Linked DNA regions of Rattus norvegicus: region 2 is linked to region 1. A link is a contact called in public Hi-C data. All regions are on one chromosome and are shown on one strand. Each heading gives the region's core, a stretch centred on a gene start, on an enhancer-like site or on the middle of the called end of the contact. The rest is flanking DNA. Distances are from core to core; before and after follow the strand shown. Region 1 holds the start of Stn1 (STN1 subunit of CST complex). Region 2 holds the start of Slk (STE20-like kinase).

Region 1 (3,092 bases), core at 560-3,059:
TCAGGAAGACAATCTTGAACAATTAGAAGCTTCAGAAAGAAAATCACTGGCAAGTAGAGGAAACCCTGTCCCACCTGTAAAGACGGAAATCACAAAGCACACTAGCTTGAGCTTTGAGTTATTTCAGACATGCAGTCCAAAGTCACTGTTTTCCAAAGAATCTGCTAGAATCTTAGCTTTCAGGAAAGAATGATATGATCTGTCAAAAAAGAAAAGTCTACAAAACATATTTAGCACCAAGTTGCCAAAGAAAGGGCTCCCAGCATTGACTTTTTAAATACTGGCTTTGGATATTGTAGGGTGCTGTGCTGGTCGTACAGGGTTGGTGATTTCCGGATCCTCCAGGAAGGCCTGGGAGTCTGGGAGCTCTACAGGCTGGAGGCTGAGATCTTTACAACGCTCCCCCAAAGCTCTCAGTGTGGTTCTGCAATCTGGAAATTCTATTCACATCTCACCTTCTGCTTCATGACCACCTACTGCTCAGGTCTGGGGCTTAGATCAAGAGGCACACTCCCTTCCAAAGAGTCCTCCCATCAGTGTAAAAGATGACATCAGGGCTCCCAGGGATACCACAAGGCGTGGCCCTCCCCCAGGTTGGCAGTAAACCCAGAGTCCTAGCCCTCTGACCTAGCACTCTAGCCCTGACAGCCCTGAGAGTCATCTCTGAAAATACCTCAACTTCTGAGGACATCTGAGACTGGTTTTCTTCCTGGCCTCCACCCTAGAGCAGATGTGTGCAGTCCTGAGAATGTCACCCAACCTGTCTGTCTCTACCTGGCAGGTGAACTGGAATCATCAGTCCTATGTGTTTCCTCAGGGAGAACCTGCTCTATTAGAGAGGGGTTAGGCTTGCCTACACAGATCTTAAAACGCCACGGGCCCAGCTGTTTCATGCCATAGAGTCTGGGAGACAGTTTTTCAACTCCTTCTGTGGCCAGGGAGGTAACTGGAAGCCACGGTTCTAGTGACACCCTGTTTCCATTCCAGCCCTTCTCTGATAGTTTAGCAATGATCTCTTTGGCCTCCTGCCTCTTTTGCCGCTGGAGTGAGTGACCTATCCTTTCCTAGTCGTGAGAGTGAGTCCCTGTGAGTAAGGAAGAACTTCTTTATTTATATGGGTGGAAACGCTGGAGACAGGGCTCCAACAGGGTGGCCATGGTTTACAAAATGCCAGCCTCTCAAGAGTTAAATGTACAACATCCCGGACTATACGTTAAGGAAGGGGAAAGGAGACAAAGAGAATTCTGGTCTAGTTAGGGGTGGTTTTCGTTAGAGATAAGACCTCACATTCACTCGGGGCCTCGGGTTTAGATCATAAATCATCTGCAAGCGAGACTACTGCATCCCTACGGCGCGTCCGTGGATCATTGCCAGCTGTGGAAACCGTAACACACTCCATTGCCTAATTTTGTTGGTTTAATAAGCCAAGACAACCCCCTGCCCTAATTTTAAAAAAAGAAAATTAAGTTTGACTGCCGCCCCAATTTCCTGGAAGCGTCTGAGGGAATCGGAGTGACAAACGTGACGTGAAAGGCGGGATTTGAGCAGCAGGAATTCCCGGGCTTCTTCGGGAATCTCCGAGATTATCCGAGACCCCGAAAAGCCTGCGCAGCGTGCGGACCCGGAAGACAGCGTGGGCGGAGCCTATGCGTGTAATGGGCGTGTCCTGTGAGGCGGACGTCGGGGGCGTGGCCTCAGCGGGAGTGGCTGGCGGTAGCCAGGCGCGGGTGGCGGGAAGGAAATACGCCGGCGGGAGTGTGCTAGCTTCCTTCTCGCAACCGGAACTATTTCGGCAATCTTGGCCAACTGCTCCTGCTCCGGGAGAGGCTGTAAACCGCTCTGATTCTGCCTCCTTTTCCTTTCCTCCGCTCTTCCCAGAAGGTGAAATGTCGAAGAGTGGATAGACACACCTCCAGGGCCCAAAGTCCACGGCCACAGGGGCGCCATTCACTCTCCGGACTCATTCGTTAAAACTCCTTTGGGGTACGCCTGTGTGGATGGTTATCCTCAAAGTGAAGAGTTAGTATTTAGGGGATGTAGATCAGTTGGTGGAGAGCACTTACCTAGTGTGCATGAAGCCCTGCATGAATCCCTGCGTTCGATCCCCAGTGCTGTATAAACCAGGCCTGATGGGACACGCCAGGAATCCCAGTACTGGAGGAGGAGGCCTGAGGACCAGTAGTTCAAAGTCATCCTCAACTACATAGCCAGATTTCGGAAGGCCAGCCCGGGCTATCCGAGACCATGTCTGAAAAGAAAATTTGTTATTTAACTGATTCTCAGTTGGAATTTCGCGGAAAGGGGCCTCACACAAAGAGCCACCCGCTAGGCATGAATCTTGACAAGATCCCGAACCCCTGTTTTACCGTCCTAAGACTTCTGGATGAACCTTATCCACAGTAAACACCCTGAAACCTTGTTTTCGTATCTTTTATAGAGTCTTGGCTCAGGGTTAGCAGATGCCAGAACCTTGCCTTTTGATGCAGTGCGAATCCAGTCCAAAAGAAGAGGAGATCCCGTCCCTCTTTTGGGGTCTGGATCCCGTGTTTCTAGCCTTTGCAAAACTCTACATCAAGGACATCCTGGAGATGAAGGAGTCCCAACAAGTGCCAGGTATGTGGCCAGTCAGCTTAATGGATGCCCTGTGCTGTACGTCCTGACTGATCAGTGTCCCTCCAAGATAAAGCCAGAGCCTTAGGGCATCTGAAGAGCCCCGTCTGAAAGTTATCTAGCCTCAAACTTGGAAAGAGTTCGTTTCTGTGATTTTTGGTGCAAATCAAAGACAATCTAAAATTTTTAAGTTAAATAGAGATTTGAGGGTGTAACCTTTGCTCTGAGCGCCTTCTCCCAACCTGTACATGACCAGACGTACTTCTAATACTTTCAGGATGGAAGTAGGAATGGTCAGTGTTCAAAGCCAGCCTGGGTTACGTAAAAGCTTTCCTCAATAAAATACACAACTAAAACCGCCTATGCTTAAGGGATCCCACACTTTAAAATGCTTTGATTCTTGAGAGCATGCTTTTGAATGGATTAGACAGGCGTAAGCCTTAATGTGGTACTTACCTTTCTGGTTATGTGACTCACTTTCT
Region 2 (3,317 bases), core at 344-2,843, 44 kb before region 1:
CACTTTCACCGCACTCATTTGAGGGTAACATACACTATTTCTTTCAACAAATACGTGAGGTAATGCATGTACTGAGGAACAGATTCAAATGTGAAACGTCGGGCCTTAATTTTATTATATAAACGTAAAAATGTCAGTTATAATATGTGACAAGTGCTAGAGTAGCCATGTGAACAAGATGTTCTCAAAACACATAGAGCAATCAAAGTATGTCTTTCAGACTGAATAAAAAAAAAAAATGACTGGGATTTTGACAGAACGCAGTCAAGGCACGCATTACAAGACAAAGTGTACCATGCTTGGAAATTAGAGGACATGCTTTCTACTGAATGGAGTTAAAGTAAAAACACTTAACTGCATATGAGAACAGGAGACCTGAGTTCAAGGCCAGACTGAACCAATGTGGCCATGAACTAGGTGGACACTGCCACGTACCTGCTCACCTCCCAGGACTTACATAGGACACAAATTATATGAGACTTCAAAGTCTAGAATTTATGTTTTCACTTCTAGGCAACCTGTGGGTCCTTCCCCTCAAATGTGGCTCATAAGAACCTCACCCTTCAGGAAGTAAAAAAGTATTCCAATGACATCATTCATATACTTCCTAAACAGTGAACATTCACACCTCTGTGTTGAAACATCAACCCTCTATTGAAATAAATAAATACTCGTGTATTTTTTTTTAATTCCTCAAGCACTGGTATTGCCTTCTAGCCAATGCTTATCATATTTCAAAACTAGGGTGAGATGCAGATTTTCTTCTGGAAATTCTGTCAGAAATTCCATCCCATGTGGCCAAGCGACCAACTCAAGAACACACTCCAAGCTGGCAATCATCTTGTGCTCGTTTTATTTCAACTATAGATACTGCCAGCTAGATGTACCCATCTCCAAAAAGTTACCTGTTTCATGCACACAGGCAAACGCCATTAGTAAACAAACACTAGCACAGTGAAAAGCTACTGAGTTTCCGATTTTAAAAGACACGAGGGCCACAACCGCCCGCTCCTCCCATTTAAATTATACTCATTCCTTTCGGAAGTTTGACAGGGTAGACTGCAGAACCGTCACTACTGAAGCTGCATCCGGCCCCAAGGTATTCAGTAAGCCCGACCTTCCGAGCCGCTGCTTGGATGCTGAGCTGAAGTTTCAACCTACAAAGCCAAGGAGCGGGCAAGACACGGCAAGGGCTGTGGGGGTGAAGTCCTCGTGCCACTCCGGACAGGCGGGCGTTTCATCTCCTAAACCAACTTCCCGTTTTCTCCCTCTTACCTTATACACTTTCCCAAAGGCTCCGTCGCCCAGCTCTCCGATAATCTCCCAAAACTCCTCGGGGTTCAGGTCTCTCTTCACGTGTTCGTACTGTTTCTTCTTCTTCTCGCTCCCCAACTTGAAGATCTTACGGAAATTGAAGAAGGACATTTTTCCAGCCCAACAGAGCCCCTTGCACTTAAAGGGCTAGGAACAATAAAAGGCAAAGTTTGTGGCGCGTCGTCTCCCGCGCGAGCCCGGGGTCCGGGCCGCTCCCGCCGGGCGCTCCCCGGAGAAGGCGGGGCGCCGACAGGGCTCCGGCCCCGGAGGGGGGCGCGCGGCCGCTGCGAGCCGGGACGGGCCAAGCGGCGCGGTGGGCACCTCGCTGGTGGACCCCGGAGGCTGCACCTGCCCGGGCGCTCGCCCCCGCCCCGCACCGGGCCGCACGGGTCCGAGCGGCGCGGACGCCCGCGGCCCGCGGCGCCTTAGGCCCGTGTCACCGTGCGTCTCCCGGGGCGGCGGCCGCTCCGGGCCCGGGAAGCGGCCGGCGCCCACCGGGCGCGCAGTGGCGAAGCCGAGCTCTCCCGCTGGGGCACCGCGTCTGCTCCGAAGCGTCCGCTCCCGCTGCGCGACGCCCGCGCGTCCCCTCGGCTCTGGGGCGCCGCCGCCTCGCTCGTCGCCTCAGCCCACACAGCCTCGGACTGCAGCGCGCACGGACGCCGACGCCGACTCGCGGCGCGCCCGAGCTCCTCGGCCGCGCGCTCGCGCTCGCGCTCGCCCGCCCGGTGACGCGCCCCACTCACCGCGCGCTCGCGAGGGCGTACCCTCTGGCCCCGCGCACGCGCGTTGGGTCCGCCGGGCTGGTGGCTGGGCGGCTCGCTGGCGCCTGCGGCGGGAGGTGTGGTGGATGTTTGAGCGCCTCCATCCTCCCAGCGTGTTTCACGTTGACCTCCGTGAGCCGGAGCGTCGTTGACGAGGTCTCCTTCGGCGCGACCCTGTTGATTGCGCTGGCGGATGTTGCCTCATTCTGCACAGGGGGAAGCGGGAAAACAGGCTTATGCTAGTTGGTCCCTGAGAGTGGACTGTTTCCGCTTCAGAACCCGTACAAGAGTCCAGTGAGAGGGAGAGTGGGAAGCCACAGTCCAGTGACTTTGAATAGAGCATCAGATTCCCCTTTGCGATGATCCCCATAGTCCTTACTGGTAGGTTGCAGCATAGATCAAAAGCGACAATAAAAAGGAACCCTTTGCACGGGGCCTGCACCAGCAAGTGCTCAATCTTAACTCTGCTCAATAGAAGGGTAGTGCAGACCTAGGTTGTAAAAAGATTGTTTAAAAGGTATAGGTGTGGTGGAGACCTGGGGAAGGAGCCAGGGGAAGAATACGAGTTCGAGACCAGCCTGAGCTACATAAAGAAGCCCGGTCTCATAAAGTAAAGAGGAAATTGTTTAAACTCGATTCTGGAGTGGTGACACTCCCTTAAGGATAACCTCCCGGTCACCTCCACAGCCAGAAAACTGGTGCCGCCCTTCCTGAGTCTCACCTGAGCTAATCCAGCCGGGGATTCTAGATTTGCTGGGCCTTTGTGGGTGTTGCCTGGAGTCTGTCAAATAATTTACCTTCCCCTCCTCCATCTGACAGAAGCCCTTTCCGGTCAGAGGCGGGGACACCCACCAAGGTGTCCCAAGTGCTGGGCCACATTCCAGGGTAGGAGTAGAAAGCAAACCAGGAAATGAGTGAAAGAACCACGAGGAAAACGTTTTAAAATTGAAATAGTAGAGGACAAACGATGAAGCCTATGACCACAAAGGGGACAACAGTAAGCGCTTACATTTGGGGCTGGAGAGATAGCGCAACAGTTAAGAACATTTACTCTTAACCACGTTTTTTGCTCCAACCTCAAAAGGTAGCAGCTTTCCAGTAAAAGGCTTAAGATTGGTTTTTCAAGATCCTTCTGATTGTTCAAGATATTTTATGTATAGTTGATATACATTGAACCGCATACATTAAAAATATACACTTTCATATATTTAAAGTTACACACACCATGAAGTAGACCTAGTC

Evidence for each region. Hi-C and Micro-C count contacts between places; a contact is called where the count stands out from the background.
Region 2: a Hi-C map of liver shows a contact between it and region 1, with 2.9 times the contacts expected there. The contact joins the promoter of Slk here to the promoter of Stn1 in region 1. A contact is called at or near these places in 3 of 12 Hi-C or Micro-C datasets (frontal cortex, liver and mammary epithelial cells) and 1 of 1 datasets of contacts at active chromatin or transcription factors (oligodendrocytes).

What each region holds. Positions count from the first base shown.
Region 1 is chr1:256,369,453-256,372,544 of GRCr8, reverse strand. It overlaps Stn1 (STN1 subunit of CST complex), which reads left to right and starts at 1,809. Exons shown (of 10, transcript NM_001011943.1): 1 at 1,809-1,983; 2 at 2,438-2,613. The coding sequence starts at 2,460.
Region 2 is chr1:256,413,289-256,416,605 of GRCr8, reverse strand. It overlaps Slk (STE20-like kinase), which reads right to left and starts at 1,593. Exons shown (of 18, transcript NM_019349.2): 1 at 1,276-1,593. The coding sequence starts at 1,425.